2 separate regions of the Manis pentadactyla genome follow, and region 2 is linked to region 1. The links are chromatin contacts, called in public Hi-C maps. All regions are on one chromosome and are shown on one strand. The core of a region is the stretch at or near the end of the contact, and the rest is flanking DNA. Distances in the headings are between cores, read along the strand shown. Region 1 holds the start of FMO4 (flavin containing dimethylaniline monoxygenase 4). Region 2 holds the start of MROH9 (maestro heat like repeat family member 9).

The links. A called contact is a pair of places that touch in the nucleus more often than the background predicts.
Region 2: a contact with region 1 is called in a Hi-C map of fibroblasts, with 6 times the contacts expected there. The contact joins the promoter of MROH9 here to the promoter of FMO4 in region 1. A contact is called at or near these places in 2 of 3 Hi-C or Micro-C datasets (fibroblasts and skin fibroblasts).

Annotation. Positions count from the first base shown.
Region 1 is chr19:327,727-331,911 of mManPen7.hap1, forward strand. It overlaps FMO4 (flavin containing dimethylaniline monoxygenase 4), which reads right to left and starts at 2,819. Exons shown (of 11, transcript XM_036901033.2): 1 at 2,694-2,819; 2 at 2,544-2,618; 3 at 1,155-1,244; 4 at 142-281. The coding sequence starts at 273.
Region 2 is chr19:472,280-476,234 of mManPen7.hap1, forward strand. It overlaps MROH9 (maestro heat like repeat family member 9), which reads right to left and starts at 2,151. Exons shown (of 19, transcript XM_036896841.2): 1 at 1,988-2,151; 2 at 229-364. The coding sequence starts at 2,151.

The DNA of each region.
Region 1 (4,185 bases), core at 1,569-4,068:
TGTGTCAGCATGCGCCCCGCAGAACCGCATGACACTGTGGGGGCTGCCCCCTTGCTCACCAAGGTAGGCTGAAGCCACCTGCCCAAGCAGGGCCAGAGCAAGCAGCCAGGCCGGCGGAAGGACGGGGTACGAGCTACGCACAGTGAACCTCCAGAGGCCCCCGATGTCCTCGCTCCTCTCAAAGCAGGTGGGTTCCAGGCCCTCGTCCAGGCAGCACCGGATGGAGGACAGGCCGCTCACTCCAGCCCCAACCACGGCGACTCGCTTGGCCATCGTGCAGTCTGTCGGAGGAAGGCTGAGCACAGCGTCTGTGCATGAGGCTGGATGGGAGCCCTGGCCCCAGGACTCAGCCTTTATGGTGATAAGAATGCATCCTTTCATCTTTGAGTGGAGGTGGAATCACACTTTGGTTAAAAACGAGGGCTCTGAAATAAGGCCATTGCGACCTGGGCCCTGGCTTCACTGATTAACGGTTTGACCCGGGGTAGCTGTTTTCCCATCAGTACAATAGGGGTGGAAATAATGATAACAAAGCCTATTTTAGGTGACATTACGTGAGTGATATAGTTGGGAAGGGTCATAGAGTACAAGCTCGATTAAATAGCTTTTATGAGCTGGTGTAGCTGGGACCTTGATCCTTTGAACTTTGGACCCTGTCTGCTGTCACCTACTTTCTCTACCCTCAGCAGAAATGCCAGTTTTTATTCAAAGAATCTAATGTTCTGAAGAGTAGCTGGCCATGAGCCAGGCCCTCTGTGAGGCAGACATTATGTGAATTGAGGGAGTGGTTCTTAGCCTTGCACAGAGGCAAGATTGACCGTAACACAGAACACGGTCCCCAAGGAAAGCCAAGTGGGACAGAGTCCACGGCGAGGCCACGCAGGAAAGGGGGTGGGCATGCTCGTCAGCAGACATGGGAGGTGGGAAGTGTCACGGAGACCTGGGACCCGTCTTCTCAATTTTGTGATTAGGCTTTCTTGACTTTTGCCTTGACCGGGTGGGCTGAACTCAGCTAATTCTGGAAAACCAGGTTCACATCCCACAGAAGATCTTGGCATGTCGGTGGACTCGGCTGCAAGTCCTGCTTTTCCCTCCACAGCCTTGACCAGCCCCAAAGCACAAGGAGTAGCTGAGACCCCAGGGCTCTGGCTCACCTTGGCAGACACGCTCTGAGGGGACAGAGCTCGCTGTATGGCCCTGACGTGACCTCTGTCCTGGCTGCCACTCATCCCAGTGGTATTAGCCTTGAGGAACCAAGAGAGGCTGTATTCACTGAGCCCTGAGCACCAGCAAGTGGGAGAACTAAAGCATCGCCATTTGCCTTAGGCCTCCCTGTTTGCAAGAGGCTGAGCCCGGGGTGGGGGCGGGGAGCACCTTCCTTCACCTGACTCAGATTTGCTGTCGCACCTCCAGGTGTGTCTTTATGGCTTTGCAGTTTGTACCTGGTGGGGTCAGAGCCCCGGGGCACAGACACAAAGTGGGTTTACTGGGCTCTCGCTCTGCCTGGAGACCTCTTTGGAGATGCGGGGTGGGCTGCATATTTCCTGGGCAAAGACACCTGTCCCTTAGAGACTATGGGGAGAAAGAGCAAACTGGGAGTCCACACCGCGAAACACCACACCGTGCTTGCAGATGATGAACTCCCGAGTTGGGGGCAGCCACTTAAAAATGTGCCTAGTCAATACAGGAAACTGGGAGACCTGAGTTCTAGCTCCGCTCCTGCATAAACTTGGAAAATTCTCAATTTTCCTGTGAGATTGTTCCCACATTTGTAAAGTAGAGGTTCTGATAGCTTGTTCCCTTCTAGCTTGAGATACCTGTTTTTATGAACGAATGCCAAGTAATTGGTGCCCAAAATAGATGTGAACTGGAAGACAGCAGAGGGTACTGCAGGCCTGAAGGCCGGGAGGCAGGGCTTTGTGCCAGCTTTTTGTAAACTATAACGTTTGCTATCAACTTAAGGCCCTCTGTAGCTCAAAGGTTGTGCATATCGAGTTCCTTCGTAGAGATGAACCCTAGGCTATTGAACTGGACTTCTGAACACCCTGAAAACTCCATCCCATAGCTGACAGACCAGAAAATATAGGTATCATTTTTGAGAGACAGGGAGACTTGGGTGATTTGAAAATCATGTTATTAATTATGACTTATTTGAGTTTGGAATTTGATCTGTTTATGGTTCTTGTCACCACGCATGCTCTTTGAGTTTGTTATTATATTTCCTGTCGTAACACTTGTGGAGTATTTTGTTATTTCCCACCACAGGGCATGCCCATCTTATCCATAAGGTGGCATCAGAGGTGCGCCTGGAGTCACAGAAAACCCCTCTCACGACCCTTCCTCACGGGCGGCTTCCTCCTGCACCGCACCTTCCTTCGCTTCCGAAATTGCTCTCCAGTCCTGTTGCTTTAAGGCTAACCAAGGGGCTCTTGCAAAGGGGAAGCCCTCACTCTTAAGGAATGCGCTCACCGAGAACATTAACCTCTGCAAAAGCAACTTCTGGAAACACTCCCCGTTAAAGAAAAAGGACCCGGGACACTCACCTTGTTGACGCGGAGCAGATACTCCAACAAATTATCTCCCAATAGCCAAAAGGTATCGAAACTCAAACGCTAGCTCTAAAAGGAAAATACAGGCGCGCTGGCTTGGACCAAGCGCTCCCGTTAAAACCCACCCGCCTTTCCTGGACTCACCGAGGACGCGGGCTGGCAGCGCAGGCCTCCGACTTCCGTGCCCCCCGGCGGGGCTGTGACGCGCTGGAAGGCGGCCTCTGGATTCGAGGGACGCACGCGGACTCCGGCCCTTCGCCCGCCCCCTGCACGTCACGGTTCCGGGCAGAAGCCGAGCGCGGAGGCCGCTCTTCCCGCCGTGGCCGGTAGGCGGCGCCCAGTCTCCCCGAGCCGCGGCCCGCGGGCGCCGGAGTGCCCCTCAGGGAGGCCGGCCAGGAGCTGCGAGCCCCAGGCCGGGGGGCGCTGTCCAGAGCAGAGGGCAGCCCCCCGCGTCCGGGGTTCTGCAGCCAGGGGAGCTGTTAGGGGTCAGAGCTCGCGGGGAGTCGAAGCAGTTCCACCCTTTCGGACCGGGCGGCAGAGGGAGCTGGTGAGACACGTCCGAGCAGGCGGCTCGGGTCCGCCCCGGGGCGCAGCAAGCGAAGGGATGGACGACCGAAGTCTGCAGTGGCATGTCAGGCAGGTACCATCTCTTTTCTTTTTCTTCTCGATTGAGTGCTTGGAAGCCAATCAAAGTTTACAAATTGTATTTAGCTGTTGGGTCTCTTTACTTTGCCATATTCTGTAAGTTCTCCAGACTCAAAGGGCCCAGTCCCAGACTGGCCGAAGTCCCCTGGCTTGATGGATGGTGCTGGAGCTGTCCTGACACAGGCCTTCGATTAGCGTCCTTACTTCCACGGGCTCCCCTGTAATCTGAATGATCTTTCGGAATCATACGTTGGATCATGTCACTCGACGGCACAAAAATGTTTGCTGAAGGGGAAGCGTGGTCAGGGAGGGTTTTTAAAAACAGGAAATTGTGGCATATTTATATACGGTGGAGGATGATCCGGTAGAAGGGGAAAGCGAACAAGCTGGGGGAGGGGTTGGGAGGGGGGCTGTGGGGGTGGCTGAGGGCAGATGGGGGGTGGGGGGCGGGAACTCGCTGACCCTCAATAATGTTTTTATCTGAGAATGGGTGGGAAGGACGCACAGAGGTGGTGGTCAGAGATGATGCAGAATAGTCACCCCGGGGATCCGACTGGGACTTGCGGCAGGAGGGCAGGCATGAGTCGAAGAGCCGTGGGCTAGGGTGGGGGTCTCCTCTCCCTGAGGCCCAGGATGCGGGCAGAGGTGTGACAGAGGCGGAGGGCAGGGTCTTGACCCCAGGTGAAGCCCGCCAGCAGGTACGGGTGGGTGAGGGGCCATAGGCGGGGAGTGCGTGCGAACTGAGCTGGGTGCCAAGGGCACGAGGGAAGAATGGTGGCCGGTGGGGCAGCGGCAGGTGGGAGAGTGTGTGCGTCGGAGTCCAGGGATTCGGAGAGAATCTCGTGTTAGAGGATCAGCAGGAACAGTCCGATGCGGCTGGCGGGGAATGTGCGCTGGGTGAGAAGGCGAGACCAGGGCCCGCGCGCCGCAGGAGCCCCTGCCATGTAAAGCTATTTAAGCTTAGATTTGAATTAATCAACATTAAATAAAA
Region 2 (3,955 bases), core at 901-3,400, 140 kb after region 1:
CATCCTTAACCCAAAATCTCTTCACCCATTTGCTGCTATAAATCCTGTCCAGTCCTTTGAGTCCCATGGGTGGTGGCATTCATAGGGAGTCCAGGGGTATAGATCAGTGCTGGAATGTACTGTTTATCTATTATTTCGGAAAAGAGTGGTGGAGAAAGCAGAAGAGACTGTGGCCTGCAGAGAGACAACCTGCAGGCTGCCACCACCGAGAACACAAACAGACCTTACCTCCAGGTCCTTTCTGGCTTTTTGGCTGTTCCCCCTGTCCTTCACTTCGTCAAGATTCGGAACTGAAAACACCATTTTAAAGGATTTCTCTATTATCTTCAGTTGGGATTCAAATTGCAGTAAGGGATCCACAAAGCTGACAAGGGAAGGTGTGATTCAAACTGAGGTGAGAACAGATGTAACCCAAGAGTGGCTTTTTCTTGGTGTAAGAGAACCTACCGGCAAATGAGGCCCAGCTTCTGGCTTCCCGTAACCCCTGGGCCTTAAGTATTCTCATAAAAATGACAATGCAGTTTTAAATAGAAAGGGATGAATTACTTTGTAAAAATCATCTGTAATTAGTTATTTAGAAATCAGAATATATTTCTCTGTAGACATACCTGCAGAGAGAGTGGTTACATTCCCAGCCGTGCCCAGGAATTGGGCGGTTGAAATATATTCCTGTCACATTTTCTGTAATCCAGGATACTATGTTTCTCACAGTTTAATCTTTCTAATATTGGGATACATTTTCCAGGGGATGGCACAAGAAAGCTGTCCGTCAGCAGCAGAAACTAAGTCAGGACACAGCCGTTATCCCTTTAGGTATATGTGATTTGCATAATAGCCGTTACTTTATGAAATGATTCTTTACTTCATGAAATCATGGTGAGGTAAGAAATCTTGTGCTGTACACAGAATCTACCAGGCAAGAAAGTCTAAATATCTGAAATCAACTGTTTGAAGTGGAATGTCTTGGAAAACATTAGATAATTTTCAAATGTTGGGAAGAGTGATTTGACTTTCTCATTGGTTTTAATGGACTATCAGACTCTGAACAGCTTTTTATCAAAGGCTTCCAGTCGAGTTTTTAGTGGAAGGTATTTAGCTTCTAGGGACACATGATTTGAATTAGGAAAAGCAAAATTAAGATTTTGATGAAGTAGGAAATAGCGTATTTCAATGTACTTTGAAGTTATATTGCCAGTCCTAAAAATGATAAAATGGTCCAGGTCATGAACACACAGTAGGACAGTACCATGTTACTTTAATGTCATGCATAGCTGCTGACAGGCAAAGGATCTTCAGATCTTAAACATGAGGAAGGCTGAGAGTCAGACGTTGGCGATACTAGAGGAGAAAGCCACATGCAGATTTATGGGTCAATGTGAGCAAGTGTCAGCAAGTACACATTTTTTTCGTCTACATGTAATTTGTTTTCAAAAGAGTAGTTATTAAATTATTGATGTGTTTTACAACAAGGGACATCTTAGCATTAAGAATCGCAGTGTTTATGCTCCTGTATTGCAGGATGTGTGACCAGGTGATACAGAAAGGAAGTCAAGAAGAAAGAAAAAGCATTCCTCCCTAAATTGGTGTATGAATTTGTCTTTGTTAACTTTTAAGCTAAATATTTGTTTCAAAGATTAGAATGAAGGAAGAAGTAGAGGTAGACCGAACATACTAAAAATTTCTTGGATGTGTTTCATTTTTTTTCCTATTATGAAGCAATAAGTCTTATATAATCAGTAAACAAAAAAGGCAATGTATATTTTTGCAAGTGTAATTTCAAGAATCTGCTCATGGCTCAGCAATAGCTACCAGCCCCCCTGTGCAGAAGAAGTGGGGGTGAACACAGGAAGAAAGAAGCACAGTCACTGAATTAGGGTAGTGGGGTCCAGAGTGACTTTTTTACTTTTCACAATTGGATGTTTCTCCATTGCATTTTAAAGGTATTCAGTGAGTGGACTAAGGGGGCAGAGCAGTGTATGGTACGTACCTGGAGTTCACGGCCAGGATGATGGCTTGATGATCCAGCAAGTCCGAGTATATGTCCAATAGGCAGCTAGCCATGTGCTCCTGTATGGACCGGGAGAGACGGGGGTCAGCGATGACAGAGAACCACACAGTGGCGTAAGGGCCACGCAGGTCAGTGTCCACCATGGACGCTGCTCCTTATAAATGGTTGCCAGTGAGACCCCATTCAGATTTTCCAATATATTCAAGAAACTGGAGAACCAGAGAAAACCTGGTGCAACAGCTCTCTATTCTTCCGAGCATCCTTACAGGGTCCTTATAAGAGGGGGCAGCAGGGAGCTCACTTGCCTTGCGAGGATGCAGGCCCAGGGCGGCCATCGGACTGTCAGGAAGAACAGCCTCCCAGACGCCGAGTCTGCAGCGCTCTGCACTGCCGAGCCTCTGAACTCTGGGAAGTGTGTGAGCTACCCAGGCCATGGTGTCTTGTGACACCTGCCAGAGACGACTGGGACGGGAGGAGAAACTTCTGATGGGATCTGAGCCGAACCCGCCACCTCCCCACTAGGCATGAGCCCCCTAGCTGGGCGGCCTGGGAGATGGCCCTTTGGGTGCTTTCTGACACCTCTCTGGGCTGTGCTCAGACTGGCGTGGAGGGTCATTCTCATTTCTCTAAAGTGTTTACCTCCGTACCTATCGGTGATTCCTAACAACACAAAACACGACTTGACTTAACCTTAAGGAATCATTCTTTGCCATGTTGCTCATTAGCAGGTTATCACTTATTGTTATGCATTATTATTACTTAGAAAACATAAAACCTTCCACATGGCAGACCACACCGGCTGTAACATGAAACTATAAAGGGGGTTTGTTTATTTAGAAATAAGACATTTCTGTCCTTGTCACCATTTTTATTCAAGTAGTGGGAAACTCACTAGTCCCATTTCTCTGGGCATCGGACCCCATGTAAGCAGGACCCAGTGGGACGGTGCCTCAGTGGGAACTTTCCTCACAGACCACGTCCTAACTGAGCTTCAGTCTTTGGAAACCAGTTTGTAACACTTAAAATCAAAACATTGGTTCTCAACACCGGCAGTGCCCTAAACGGCTGAAAAATGCTGATTTTGATTCCTGGGCCACACTCCCAGAGATTTGGGTTAATAGGTCTGTATTCAAGAGCAGGCAGCAATGTTTTAAAAAAGTTTCTTCCAGGGGATTCTGATGTACAGCCAGGGTTGAGAAGCACTTTTTAAGCGAGCAGTTCCACTCCATCCCAGAGCTCCTCGTGCAGCAGTCAGTTGCTGTTTGTGATCGCTGATTACACAGATCTCTGCTTCCCATCTACTAGCGGCTTCCCTTTGCTTCACGGAGCCAAATTTGCTAGGAGTCCTTCGCCAGTTTGCTGCTCTGTACAGGGTCCTGTAGCATCATGCCTTCTGTGAATGACTTCCAGTGTGTCCCTTCTGGGTTACTGGCATGCTTCACCTGAGCCATAGGTACCACTGGTGTGTATCTAATGTCAAAAGCAATGTACCCAGTGACGAGAAATAAGGATTGTCAGAAACATAAACTGACACTCCAAAGGTATCAGCCTGAAGAGTCATAGGAATGGCCTGGGATTTCACCTGCTTCCCCAGTTAGGGTTTGGGTTCTTATTCAGAGTATGTAACATGCTCACCAGTGTTCCCAGAAATTCTTTGGTACCTCATCTGGGGAGGTCTGATTACCATTCTGGCTTTAACTTCTGTTACATGGACAAGTTCTATTTCATCTCATTTCAATTATTCCTTAATCACTGAGGATCTTATTGGAAACCCACAACAAAATGATGAAATAGACACAATCCTGGAAATCTGTACTTTGTAATAAATGTCATACTGCTGGGCTCTGGGACCAAACTGGTAGGCCTTCAGCTTTCATATTTATTATTTTGGTTCTCTTCTTTAAGCTGCTGTGTGCTTTTTACATATATATCTTATATCATTGACAT